Regions from separate parts of the Sus scrofa genome. Here region 1 is linked to region 2. A link is a contact called in public HiChIP or PLAC-seq data. All regions are on one chromosome and are shown on one strand. The core of a region is the stretch at or near the end of the contact, and the rest is flanking DNA. Distances in the headings are between cores, read along the strand shown.

The links. HiChIP or PLAC-seq counts read pairs in DNA pulled down with a chosen protein or histone mark.
Region 1: a contact with region 2 is called in an H3K27ac HiChIP or PLAC-seq map of alveolar macrophages. The contact joins two enhancer-like sites. A contact is called at or near these places in 1 of 5 promoter capture datasets (liver), 6 of 47 Hi-C or Micro-C datasets (embryonic fibroblasts, fetal heart ventricle, fibroblasts and 1 more) and 2 of 2 datasets of contacts at active chromatin or transcription factors (alveolar macrophages and skeletal muscle).

Annotation. Positions count from the first base shown.
Region 1 is chr18:13,658,014-13,664,584 of Sscrofa11.1, forward strand. The region is part of intron 1 of LOC106506763 (a long non-coding RNA gene); the gene reads right to left. Among named protein-coding and RNA genes, the nearest start is that of SLC13A4, 68 kb to the left of the region's middle. Within about 2 kb of position 4,633, at least 8 of the 83 cell types and tissues checked have an H3K27ac peak or open chromatin away from gene starts, as enhancers often do. A contact at or near this core is called in alveolar macrophages, where this site is marked.
Region 2 is chr18:13,525,544-13,532,332 of Sscrofa11.1, forward strand. No RefSeq gene overlaps it. Among named protein-coding and RNA genes, the nearest start is that of FAM180A, 45 kb to the right of the region's middle. Within about 2 kb of position 3,753, at least 24 of the 83 cell types and tissues checked have an H3K27ac peak or open chromatin away from gene starts, as enhancers often do. A contact at or near this core is called in alveolar macrophages, where this site is marked.

The sequences.
Region 1 (6,571 bases), core at 3,383-5,882, 130 kb after region 2:
TATTCCCTTTCTTGTCGCCTCTGACCTCGGTCCTGTGCTAACTAAACACTAGTCAACCATTTTAATCAGATGACTAAAATTGCTGTAATAGCATTGGTAATGTACCAAAATTGCTGTTGTTCATAGTATCGCTAATGTACAAAACCAGTTTATTTCTCTGGGATGAGTTAACAGACTCCTGAGCCATGATGGCCAAAGACTTGTAAACCAGAGACATCCTGACTCCAAAACTATGATGAAGCAATGTCACAAGACAATGATTAACGCCAGCTTCTTTGTCACTCCCCTTTAAAAAACCCAAACTCAGGAGTTCCCGCCATGGCGCAGTGGTTAACGAATTCGACTAGGAACCATGAGGTTGTGGGTTCGATCCCTGTCCTTGCTCAGTGGGTTAATGATCCGGCGTTGCCGTGAGCTGTGGTGTAGGTGCAGACGCGGCTCGGATCCTGCGTTGCTGTGGCTCTGGTGTAGGCCAATGGCTACAGCTCCGATTGGACCCCTAGCCTGGGAACCTCCATATGCCGTGGGAGCAGCCCAAAGAAATAGCAACAAGACAAAAAAAATAAATAAATAAAAATAAAATAAAATAAAAAACCCAAACTCAAAGACCAAGTCAGAGTGGAGCTGAGGCTTGTCTCCCCCCTCCTTTGCTTGGCACCCTGCAATAAAGTCCTTACTTTGCAGCAAACACCTGCTGTCAAAGTTTGGCTTTCTGCACAGCCAACAACAAGCCCTTTGCTCATTTACAATGTAATTTTATTTTATTTTTTTGATTTTTTAATTTTTTGGGGGCAGCACCCGAGACATGTGGAAGTTCCCAGGCCAGGGATCAAACCCATGTCACAGCAGCAACCCAAGCCACAGCAGTGACAATGCCAGATCTTTAACCCATTGAGCCATAAAGGAACTTCCACAATGTAATTCTTTTTTTTTTTTTTTCAATTTTCAAGTTTTTATTTGTAAAATAATAATTGTAAAACAACAGAGACCAAACTCATAAGTAGTTTCAAACATTTTTACCTGTTTTATTACCAAAAGGATTAAATGGTTCATTTTTTTTTTCCTTTTTATGGCAGCACCTGCAGCATATGGAAGTTCTCAGGTCAAAGCAGAGCTGCAGCTGTGGCCTACGTCACAGACACAGATTTGAGCTGCATCTGTGACCTTACAGCAATGCTTTCACTGAGCAAGGCCACGGATCCGACCTGCATCATCACAGAGACAACATTGGGTCCTTAACCCACTGAACCCAAACAAATCTTAAGAAGTTCATTTGGAAAGATTAAGGTAATAAATTCATAGATTTCTCTTCTCCTAAAATCCTCTCTAAAACTGAATGAAGAATAGAATCAGTGTGTTATACAATGTAATTCTTTAAAGGATGTCCAAAAAAAAAAAAAAAATGGGGGAGGAGTTCTCTTGTGGCTCAGTGGGTTAAGGATCCAGTGTTGTCACTGCTGTGGTTTGGGTTTGATCCCTGGCCTGGGAACTTTTGCATGCCCCAGGTGTGGCCTAAAAAATAAATAAAAATTTAGAAACAATTAAAAAAATTAAAAAGATGTCGCACTAACAAAAAAACTAAAAGTTCCTAGAAATACTAGGTAAAACTAAATACAATAAAAATGGAAGAGAAAATACTAGACAAAACTAAAAAGTACCCAGAAAAACATGGAGCAAGACTATTAATTAAAAAATTTTTAAATACTGATTAAAGACATGTACAACCTAAATAAATGGGAGATGGATCACAACAAATGAAGGTTTCAGAAGCTTACAGTCATCAGGAAGGTGGAGAAGGATGGAAGTTGGGCCATTAAGAGTAGCTGGGGTGGAGTTCCCCTTGTGGCTCAGCAGAAATGACTCTGACTAGGAACCAAGAGGATGCAGGTTTGATCCCTGGCCTTGCTCAGTGAATTAATGATCCAGCACTGCCATGAGCTGTGGTGTAGGCTGCAGACAAGGCTCGGATCCTGCATTACTGTGGCATAGGCTAGCAGCTACAGCTTTGATTTGACCCCCAGTCTGGGAACCTACATATGCTGCAGATTTGGCCCTAAAAATACAAAAAAAAAAAAGAGTAGCTGGGGTTTTCCCAGGTATCAAAACTCATTTCAAAGTTGTAGTCACTAAAGCAGTATGGTTGGTGCAGAATTAGACAAACAGGTCAATGGTCAAGGGGAGACAGCTGAAAAATAGATTTGTAAACATACAAAAGCGTATTAGATGAAAAAATAACCTCAAAATCAGTGAGTAAAACAATGACTTCAACAAATTGTTCTGGAATTCCCGTTGTGGCACAGTGGTTAGCGAATCCGACTAGGAACCATGAGGTTGCGGGTTCGATCCCTGCCCTTGGTCAGTGGGTTAAGGATCCGGCGTTGCCCTGAGCTGTGGTGTAGGTTGCAGACATGGCTTGGATCCCGCGTTGCTGCAGCTCTGGTGTAGGCCGATGGCTACAGCTTCGATTCAACCCCTAGCCTGGGAACCTCCATATGCCGTGGGAAGCGGCCCTAGAAAAGGCAAAAAGACAAAAAAATAAAAATAAAAAAACAAATTGTTCTGTCATAATTGGCCATACATTTAGAAAAAACATATATAATAACGAAGAAATCCATATGGATTAAAGATCTAAATGTAAAGTATACAACCCTAGAAATACCAGAAGATAATATGGGGAAATATTTTTACAAGTGTATAATGGGAAAAGACTCTCTTAAAAAAAAAAAGAGTAGCTGGGAAGGCAAAAAGGAGGATAAAGGGGAAACCATGCGGGAAGGTATGAAGGCAAGATTATGGAGGAGTTCCCATCCTAGTGCAGCGGAAACAAATCCGACTAAGAACCATGAGGTTGCAGGTTCAATCCCTGGCCTCACTCAGTGGGTTAAGGATCCGACGTTGCCATGAGCTGTGGAGTAGGTCACAGACACAGCTCGGATCAGGTGTTGCTCTGGCTGTGGCGTAGGCCGGCGGCTACAGCTCCGATTAGACCCCTAGCAGGGAACCTCCGTATGCCGTGGGTACAGCTCTAAAAAGACTAAATAAATAAATAAATAATATAAAACAGAGGATATATGCTGACAGGCAGTGGGAAAGGAAAATGAGGCCAGATCACCAAAGCTTGAAAATCAAGTAAAAGTGGTTACAATCTGATGTGGAAGGACACAGGGACCACTGACAGTTTCTAAGCGTGAACAAAGCAATTAACCTGAATGATTACTATGGCAGCTGCAAGAGGCAAGAGAAACAAGGGTGTCAAGGAAAACATACTAACTAGAGGCAACAACCTTGCTATTCCACAGCTCATCAGACTACAATGAGCATGCTATGTTTAAAAAAAAATTCAAAAACTAGAATATTCTTACAAGGGTGATAGGCATGAACCTGGAATCATAAAGAATGGGTGGAAGAAGTAGGGATGTGTAGCCTGTAAAAGATAAGAATGGTGGGGATGGCTGACAGGCATATGAAAAAAATGCTCAACGCCATTAATTTTTAGAGAAATGCAAATCAAAACTACAATGAGGTACCACCTCACACCAGTCAGAATGGCCACCATTAAGAAGTCTACAAATAACAAATGCTGGTGAGGGTGTGGGGAAAAGGTACCCTCCTTCACTGCTGGTGGGAATGTAAATTCGTACAACCACAATGGAAAACAGTCTGAAGGCACCTCAGAAAACTAAATATAGAACTCCTGTATGATTCAGCAATCCCAGTGCTGCGTACATATCCAGACAAAACTTTCACTGAAAAAGATACATGCACCCGCATGTTCATCACAGCATTATTCACAACAGCCAAGACATGGAAACAACCTAAATAGCCAATAACAGATGAATGGATTAAGAAGATGTGGTACATGGATACATACAATGGAAAATTACTCAGCCATAAAAAAAGACAAACTAATGCTATCTGCAGCATGGGTGGAACTAGAGATTCTCATACTAAGTCAGAAAGAGAAAGACAAATACCATAGGATATCACTTATTTGTGGAATCTAAAATATGGAAGAGATGATTATATCTAAAAAAACCGAAATAGATCATAGCCAAGGAGAGCAGACTTGGGGTTCCGGGGCGGGGGGGGAGTAGGATGGATGGGCATTTGGGGGGTTTTTTTGGATACAAACTGGTATATTTGGAATGGATGGGCAATGGGGCTCTATTGTGCACAGCACAGGGAAACGTGTGTGATTGGGTCACTTCGCTGTAAACAGAACTTGAAGAAACACTGTAAATCAACTATATCTTAATAATAATAATAAAGAAATGAGGCAAAGACCAGTTAAGTAACTTGCCCAAAAATACACAGCAGGTAAATATATGTGCCAGACACATAGCAGGTAAATGATGTGGCGCATGAAGGAGAGAAATAAATCAAAGATTATGTCAACATTTCAAATTTGAGAAAGCCAGGGCCGAGAAAGAAAGAAGCTAGGTGTATGGTGCAGGGTAGAGAAAGAAGAGGTAATGGGTCCCTCCGTGTTGGGTCTAAGACAGACAGAAGACAGGAGACGTTCGGTAGGCAGCTGATGACAGAGAACTGCAAGCAGAGAAAGGACTCACTGCAGTTTTGAAAGCTGTCAGCAAAGAGGTGAAGGTGGCAGCATGCCAGGGAACACACCCCCTAAGGGAGCTAGAGAGAAGAGCAGAGAGTCAAGGACTGAGTCTTGAGAAACACCCAGAAACCAAATGAAGGGATATGCAGCCCGTACAAACTGGAGTGATGAGATAGGGCCACTTCCCAACTGGTGCACCAAGATACTGCTCCCCTGAGCTTTGGAGCAGCCAGCACCTAGGGCTGGGCACTTGCACTCTACACAGGTTCTTCCATAAAAATAAGTCTACATGTGTTATAATATGAAAGAATGTTGGAAAGTACTTAGATGCAGGATCCAAGAGCCAAGGGAGAAGGGACTAAAGAGGAGGTGATTAAGAGGACCAAGCGCTGCTACGCTGAGAGGTAAGAAAAGCAATGCCATTAGCTCAGGAACAGTACAACAAACAGTTACACAAGCCCCAAGCAGTGCCCATCATAGCTGGTTTCCCTTTAAAAGCTGCACATGTGTCCTTACAACATCTGTGGCTAAACCATGCTGCAACTAAGGAAGTCACTGCAATAAAAGGAAAGGGGAAAGAGGCATTAGGACCACAGGAATAAGTTTCGATATAGGGATAATGGGCAAGTATTTTAATCCAAGGAGAGATGAACAATGAAGAGAATATATAAGCAGCACTACCAGGTGCAGTGTTTTCAAAGAGTGTTCCAAGAAATGACAACTGTAGGAAACACCCTGGAGGGTTCCCAACGGGTGGTGACAGTGCACCCTCCGAGACATGTAACTTGTGACTATCCCATTACGTTCCTTCTGAGGAAAACTAGTCCCATTCCTAAGAAGAAACTAAATCAGAGTTCAACTAATTATCTTGCAAAAGAGAAAGTGAAAAATACCTAAAAACTTATTGTCACTGTTTTAAGTTCTTTAATGTATTATCTCATTTTTAATCCTCACAATAAAACCATGAAGTAGGCTCCCATTTTCGGATGTGGAAACTGAAGCACAGAGAATTTAAATAACTTGCCCAAGTTCCCACTGCTTAAAAATGATGGTTCAGGACTTTCCGTCAGTGGATCAGTGGTTAATGAACCCAACTAGTATCCATGAGGACGAGGGTTCAATCCCTGGCCTTGCTCAGTGGGTTAAGGATCCGGTGTTTCCGTGAGCTGTGGAGTAGGTCACAGACTGGCTCGGATCCGCACTGCTGTGGCTATGGTGTAGACTGGAAGCTACAGCTCCAATTCGACCCCTAGCCTGGGAACCTCCATGTACCGCAGCCCTAAAAAGACCCAAAACAAAAAAAGATGGTTCAAACCCAGGAGTCTGATTTTTGAGTCTGATCTCATGGCAGCATGGGATCCTTAACCCACTGAGTGAGGCCAGAGATCGAAGCCACAACCTCATGGTTCCTAGTCAGATTCACCACTGAGTCTGATCTCTTAAGCATTAGGACATGATGTCGGGGCACAGGTTAAAAGCTAGATCTATGGCTGAAAGCAAACAGAAAGACTTGCCCAAGTTCACTGAGCTACTGAATCATCTGACAGAGGTAGAATCCAGGCACAGATGCTATCACTTCTTTCAACGAATAGCAGTGAGGAGGTGGGAGAACTTCTGTGTTACTTAAGAGCTAGGAATTTAATGAATAACTCTGATTAAAGCTTCAGCAACTCTCCTTAGATGCTAAGAATTCTGAATTCGCAAATCAATGACATCCATATTTATACAAAGCAAAAGTTTACTCCAAAACTAAATAAGCTTGCTCTTCAAAAGCACCTACGAAGGGTAAATGAATCCATGCCCTCCCAATTATCAATGAGCTACAGCTGTAGGGCACTCCATTATATCATCTTGCACTTTGAGGCTGATATTGTTTTTAACCTGAGTGTTTCCTACAACTATACGGCAGTAATTATTTCTATTGACTCCTACGCTGATACCCAGTGAGGACACTCAGAAACTTCCAGAAGCAGAGTTGTAGCCATGTCTTGGTTATGAACTTTATGTTAA
Region 2 (6,789 bases), core at 2,503-5,002:
TTTTTCTTCTACCTGCTGGAAGCATGGAGGAGAGAAGAGAAAATAAATGGGCAGAAGGCGTCTGAGGACGAAGCACAGAGACGAGAGGATCGACAGACCAAGACAGCGATGGCGGCAACTCTGCTACGAGCTGTGTGACAACAGGCAGGAAGGCCACCCTCCCAGGGCCTCCACCTTCTGCTCTGTGAGATGCAAGAGGCTAGAACAGCCAGCTCGGGGTAAACGCTGCGTTGATGTCAGTTACAGCTGCCAGTGCGCTGCGGTTCATTTTATGGCTCTATGTGTTCTTCCCCTAATGACCTTCTCCTAAATGCATCCCGGTTTTTATTGCATTTTATTTATTTGTTTGTTTGTTTTACTTTTTAGGGCCGCACCCGCAGCACACAGAGGTTCCCAGGCTAGGGGTTGAATCAGAGTTGTAGCCACCGGCCTACACCACAGCCACAGCAACTCGGGATCCGACCTCATCTATGACCTACACCACAGCTCACAGCAACGCTGGTTCCTTAACCCACCGAGCAAGCCCAGGGATCGAACACACATCCTCATGGCTACTAGTTAGGTTCATTTCCGCTGCGCCACAATGAACTCTGCATCCTGGTTTTTAAATCAGTTCACTAGTTCAAACTTTGCCAACTTCCAAGAGAAAACTCAGTCTTAGAAAGCCGGAGAGCCTGCTCTCTGATAAATGTTTGTATTGAACAAGGGAAAGTGAAAGGCAGAGCAGAGCCTGCACCAAGCAAGTCGAGGGAGCAGGCAACATCACTGCGTCTGGCCAAGGTTGTTAAAGAAACATGCTTTTCACTTCACCACCCTGCAAAGCTAATAAACAACCCACTGCATATGATTTAATCTGACGTTGCAGGTACACAAGGTTTGTAAACTCTAAGGCTGCCTGCTCCAAGGCAAGATCTGATTTGTAACCATGGGAGCATCAGGGCTGAGCACAGTGGCCGGAAGAAGCCAGTGCCTCGTCCCTGCCGGGGGCACCCAAGGTGAGAGCTGTGATGGCACGGAGGCCATGGGGCTGCTTTCTCCACGACCACAGTCCAGATGGGAAGGGCTGCAGGCAGCTGGGGGCCTGTGGGACACAGTCCCAGATATACACACATGACTGTGATCGCCAGGCACTGAGCTCTGTGGCGTTACACCCTGCTCCACCTTCCAGAGAACAAAGCACCAGTCTCCCTCCTGCTTCTCTGGGCCGCCCAGCAAGGAAGGGCGCCAGCTCCCTTAAGCCACACTGGCACCAGCAACCCTGCAGGGCAGGGCAGGGCAGGCCACGGCTGGATGGGAGGCTCCCTGGAACGACACATTCTGCTCCAGGGTGTCACCCTCTCTTGCCTGCCAGAAGCTGGCTAGCCCTGGGAGCTCCATGCACAGGAAGAGAAATGCACGGATTCATCAAGGTGCATTCCCCAAGGCCCCGTGCATCCTGATGTGTTTAAACAGCCTTGGCCTTGACCAAAAAAAACTCTCCTATCAGGGAAAAAGCCCAAGCACTGTCATTGGCCATACTGTTCAGCCTTCTCAATGTGCCAATTCCTGCACTGGCACAAATGATCCACATGTGTCTCTTTCACATTCAAACACTTCTTAGTATCCACTGTGCACACTTCTGCTTGGCACAGGGAGAGGATCATTGTAAACAGAAGGCCTGTTCTCTGCCTTAGGACCTAATGGGTTCATTCATTGATTCACTCCAGTTTTGAGCCCTCCATCATGTGCCAGGCACTGATGCCAGCAGTTCAAGGTCCACAGGGAGGAAAAGTGCTCATACCTAAAACAGCTAGAGAATAATCTCAGTCAGACAGAGCATGGAGGCAAATCATCACAATTGCTGGCACTCAGTATAGGTTTAGCCATTCGAGTTTATGTTATACTTCGAGCATTCAGGCACTTTTGAGCTAGAAGGGACCCAGGTCACCACTCAGTCCAATGCAATAGGGACCAGCCAGGGCCTGACTAGAGCCAGACACCCTGGACAGCTTCTTAAACACACAGATGCCTCATGCCCATCACAACTGGTGATGATGTGGAGAAGCTGGGACTCCCTAGGTGTTGTTGATGACAATGCAAAATAGTGCAGCTTTCCAAGTCCATGAGTTTCTTCTCTGTGGAAAGGGTCATTTGTGCCATATATTAGATTCCAGATATAAGTGATATCATATGGTATTTGTCTTTCTCTTTCTGACTTCCTTCACTTAGTATGAGTCTCTAGTTCCATCCATGTTGCTGCAAATGGCATTATTTTGTTCTTTTTATGGCTGAGTAGTGTTCCATTGTGTATATATACCACATCTTCTTAATCTGTTCATCTGTCGATGGACGTTTAGGTGTTTCCATGTCTTGGCTACTGTGAATAGTGCTGCAATGAACATAGGGTGCATGTGTCTTTTTCAAGGAGGGAGCGGGATGGACTAGGAATTTGGGGTTAACATTCCAAACTATTGCCTTTGGAATGGATAAGCAATGAGATCTGCTGTAAAGCACTGGGAATTTATCCAGTCACTTGTGATGGAGCATGATGGAGGATAATGTGAGAAAAAAAATGTATACATATATGTGTGACTGGATCTCTTTGCCATACTGTAGAAAACTGACAGAACACTGTAAACCAGCTATAATGGAAAAAATAAAAATCATTTAAAAAATAATAAATAAAATAGTGCAGCTTCTAAAGAAAATGTACAAAGTTTCCCCACATATGAAAAATAAATTACCATATGATGCAGCAATTTCACTTCTAAGTATATGTCCCAAAGAATTGAAAGGAGGGTCTCAAAGAAATAGCTGTACACCCATGTTCACAGCAGCACTATTCACGATAGCCAAAAGGTGGAAGCAACCCAAGTGACCAGGGACAGATGAATGGATAAACAAAATGTGGTCTATACACATACTGAAATATTATTCAGCCTTAAAAGGGAAGGAAATTTTGATATCTGCCATAACATGGATGAACCTGAGGACACCATGCTAAGCCCGTCACAAAAAGACAAATACTGTATGATTCCAGTTACTATGAGAGTCGTCCAGTTGCTACAGGAAGAAAGTACAATGGCAATGGCCAGGAGCCTGGGGGAGGAAAGAAAGGGGAATCAAGCTTTAATAGATGCCGAGTTTCAGTTTTGCAAGACGAAGAAGTTCCGGAGGTTGGTTGCAGAACAGAATCAATACACTTAACACCGCTGTAGTTAAAAATGGTCAGGATGGTAAAATGTGTGTCATGTGTACTTTACCACAATTTTTAAAAATGCAGGTTCCTGGGCCCTGGGCCCAAACAGTAAGACTTAGTCTGTCTGGAGCAGGACCGGGGAACCTGTGTTTGTAAAGCTTCCTGGGAGTTACTGATTCGCAGCCTGTTTGGCTACCTCCAATCCAAGTTGTGATTTTAGAGATGAGGACACTGAGGTCCAGGGAAGTAAAGCCATTTGCCCAAAGGTCACTCAGCTCCCCAGTGACCGCACTAGGACAGCCTAGACTGGCTGACTGGACAACCCTGGCTGGACAGCCGAATCACTCACCGGGCCCCAATCCCATCCCATGAATGAGGATTTCTGCGGGGAGACGCCTGAGCAACTTGGATTGGTAAACACTCCGTGAGCTCTTAGCTTTCTGATGTATGGCCAGAACGGAAGACTCCTGCCCGAGCCTTCTGGTTCTTTTCACGCTCACATGCTGGACACAGATCTTGGCTGGGAATGGGGGAGCGTGCGTCTGCTGATTGAGAGGGCTGCTACCAGCAGAGCTTCCGGCCAGATGTGCTGGTTTAGGAACAGTAGTCCCTTCCTACTGCATATCTGGCATATTTCAGGGCCCAGCCCGTTGCCTGTGTTTCCTCAGTGCAAAGGAGAGCACGGCCCCTGGGGAAGTCCACACTGGAGAACGGGCAAGACGTAACCACGGGGCTCCACCTCACCAGCCGGCGATGCAGAAGAAAGTCGCATCTCTTACGAAGTCTCCAAGCCCCCACCTGCCTGAGCTAATAAGATATCAAGACCTATTTCCAAAATTTCCTGCCAAAAACTGTTCCCAAAAAATCCCAGGCTTGCTTTGGCTACCCTCTCAGCACACAGCAGCTAGCCACACAGCCTTTTTGCTTAAAGCAGATCTAACTCCAAAGGGCCATCGGTCTGCAGTTAACAAGCAGCCCCTGGATTCACTGCCACTGACAGGACGGTGATTCAATCACGTGGGGCCTTGACACCACCTGCATCCTTGCAGGCTGTCTGCTCCAGGAGAGGCCGGGGTGGCCCTCATCCGAAAGACAAGAGAGAACACGTGTTGGGGAGCCTGTGGAGAAGAGCGAATCCTTGCGCACCTTTGGTGGGAATGTTAAATCCGTGTAGCTACCACGGAAAATAGTATGGAGGTTACTCAAAACATTAAAAATAGAACTACCACACAATCCAGCAGTCTCACTTCTTGGGACATATCCAGAGGAAGTGAAAGAGGCTCTCAGAGAGCTATGTGCACTGTCATGCTCATGGCAGCACTATTTACCACAGCCACGCCATGGAAACAAGCTCGATGCCCATGACAGAGGAACAGAGGAGGAAGAAGTGGTGTGTGTACATACACAATGGAATATGACCCAGCCGTGGAAACAAAGAAATCCTGCCGTTTGCTACAACTTGGATGAAACAGGAAGGCGTTATGCTAAGTGAAATAAGTCAGGCAGAGAAAGACAAGTACTGTATGGTCTTATATGTACAGTCTGAAATAGCTGAATTCCAAGAAACCGTAGAATGGTGGTTACTGGGATGGGAGGCTGGGAAATGGGGAAGTATCGATCAAAGAACAAAGTTTCAGTTATAAAATTCACAAAAGTTCTGGGGATCTGATGCATAGCATGGTGATTACAGCCAATAATACTGTAACATATACTGAATGTTGCTGAGAGAGTCCATTTAAATGTCCTCATCACCAAAAAGAATATTCATTTTGTGGGATGGAAGTGTTAGCTAATACCATCACGGTAGTGATTTTGCAACAGCTAAGTATATCACACGAATACGTTGTGCCCTTTATTAAAAAAAAATGGAAAGAAACAAGGTTTATCACTTATAGGTCCTGGAAATTACATGGCACATCTGTAAACTACAGGGCCACACAGCGAGGTGGCACGTAGAAAAAGAGCTGCTGCACACTTTAAAAGTACACAAAGTTGTGTGTCGATTATATCTCAGTAAAGCTGGAAAATAAATAAGTAGGCCAACATCACTGAACACCTGTTGAGGCAGGTAACCCCTCCGCACACACCTGGACTATCTCTGCAAAGATTCTAAGAAAATCTTTAGTACCTGTTATCTCCAGGCCAGTGTGTCCGCAGTCAGCCCCTCAAATTCACTCTCTGATGTGGAGCAGATTTGAACAGCCTTGAACTTATGGACAAGGTGTGGCTTGGGATAGTTCAGCAACAGTATTTTTTACCACTCGTTGCCTTTAAGGTCCTGAACACACTCCTAGCTCTCATCAGAATCAACACTGAAACAAGACTTCTGACAATGGCATTCATCCGCGTGTCGCAGCTGCAAATGTCTTCAATATCATCAGTCCCTCTGCTTGCTCTCCTGGAACGTGACAAACATCTCACATGCTGCTTGACATACCCTTTGTCCTCCTAACCATCCCTACCATCTAGTAACAATGCACTATGCGTGTGCCAAACACACACAAAACAATACGTCTGCTATGAAAGAACCTGCGTGACCTCATGGCCTGCCACCTGCTGGAGGCGGCAAGACTGGTGTGCTTCAAACTCTGAAGCAGGGTTTTGCGGTTGGAGATCTGGAGGTGGAGAAGCTTCTGTGTTCTGCTCAGTCCCCCTAAGAACAGCCCCATTCTCCTTCCTTGATGCCTATGCTCCGAAAGCATGACCTCACCTCCAACACAGGGCCATCAGCCCAGGACCAGCCCATTCACCCAAGGAGTCACCAGAGCTCCAATCCACAGAAATAAAGATGGTCCAGGGCACAGTGGTCCCTGCAGCTCTGGACCACGCAGGGGCTCCTCATCCCCCTGCACCACACCCGGCCATGGTGCATCCCATGAAAGGGGGGTACGAACTTGGACTTCAAATGGTACAGGTCCAGTAACCCACTCTTTCCATCTATACAGGCAGGAAGACACACACACACACACACACACACACACACACAGAGTTATTTTTTTCCCCAAAGTCATTTTCATGGCTGCAACATAGTTGGATCTAGAGTGGTTCCTAAAAAGCCAGTGGTTCCTAAAAGGCCACAAGAGCCCTGAGTCTAGGCCGGACTCCCAGCCCTATGCTGAGCAGTTCCTTGGAGTCTTGCGTCTTCCTCTACTGCCAGATAACCTGTGTGGGCCACTCAGTTTATAACGGATATTATAACACAGTGGATTTTCTAAGCACGGGATTAGGTCTCAAACCATTCCATTCACTCTTCCAGACAAGGCAAGAGGAAGTAAAGATAGAAAAACTTGGAAGGGAGAAAGTAAAACATCACTCTTTACAGCTTCTCTGATGATACACCTGACAACCCCTCAAAACTGACAGAAAATGCATCTCAAACAACAAGAATATTCAGAATTCAAAAGCAAACAATACTCCTCTGCGGATATAATGAGGAAAATAGGTGCCATGTGCGATAGGAACCAAAGAGATGAGAGATAAAACTAACCAAAAACATTCAAGGTCTATGGGAAGAAAACTTGAAAAGAATTCTGAAAGGAAACAAGCGAAGATCTGAACAAAGAGAAAGGCGCACTATGTCGTCATGATATTCTGCACACGAGTTAAAAATG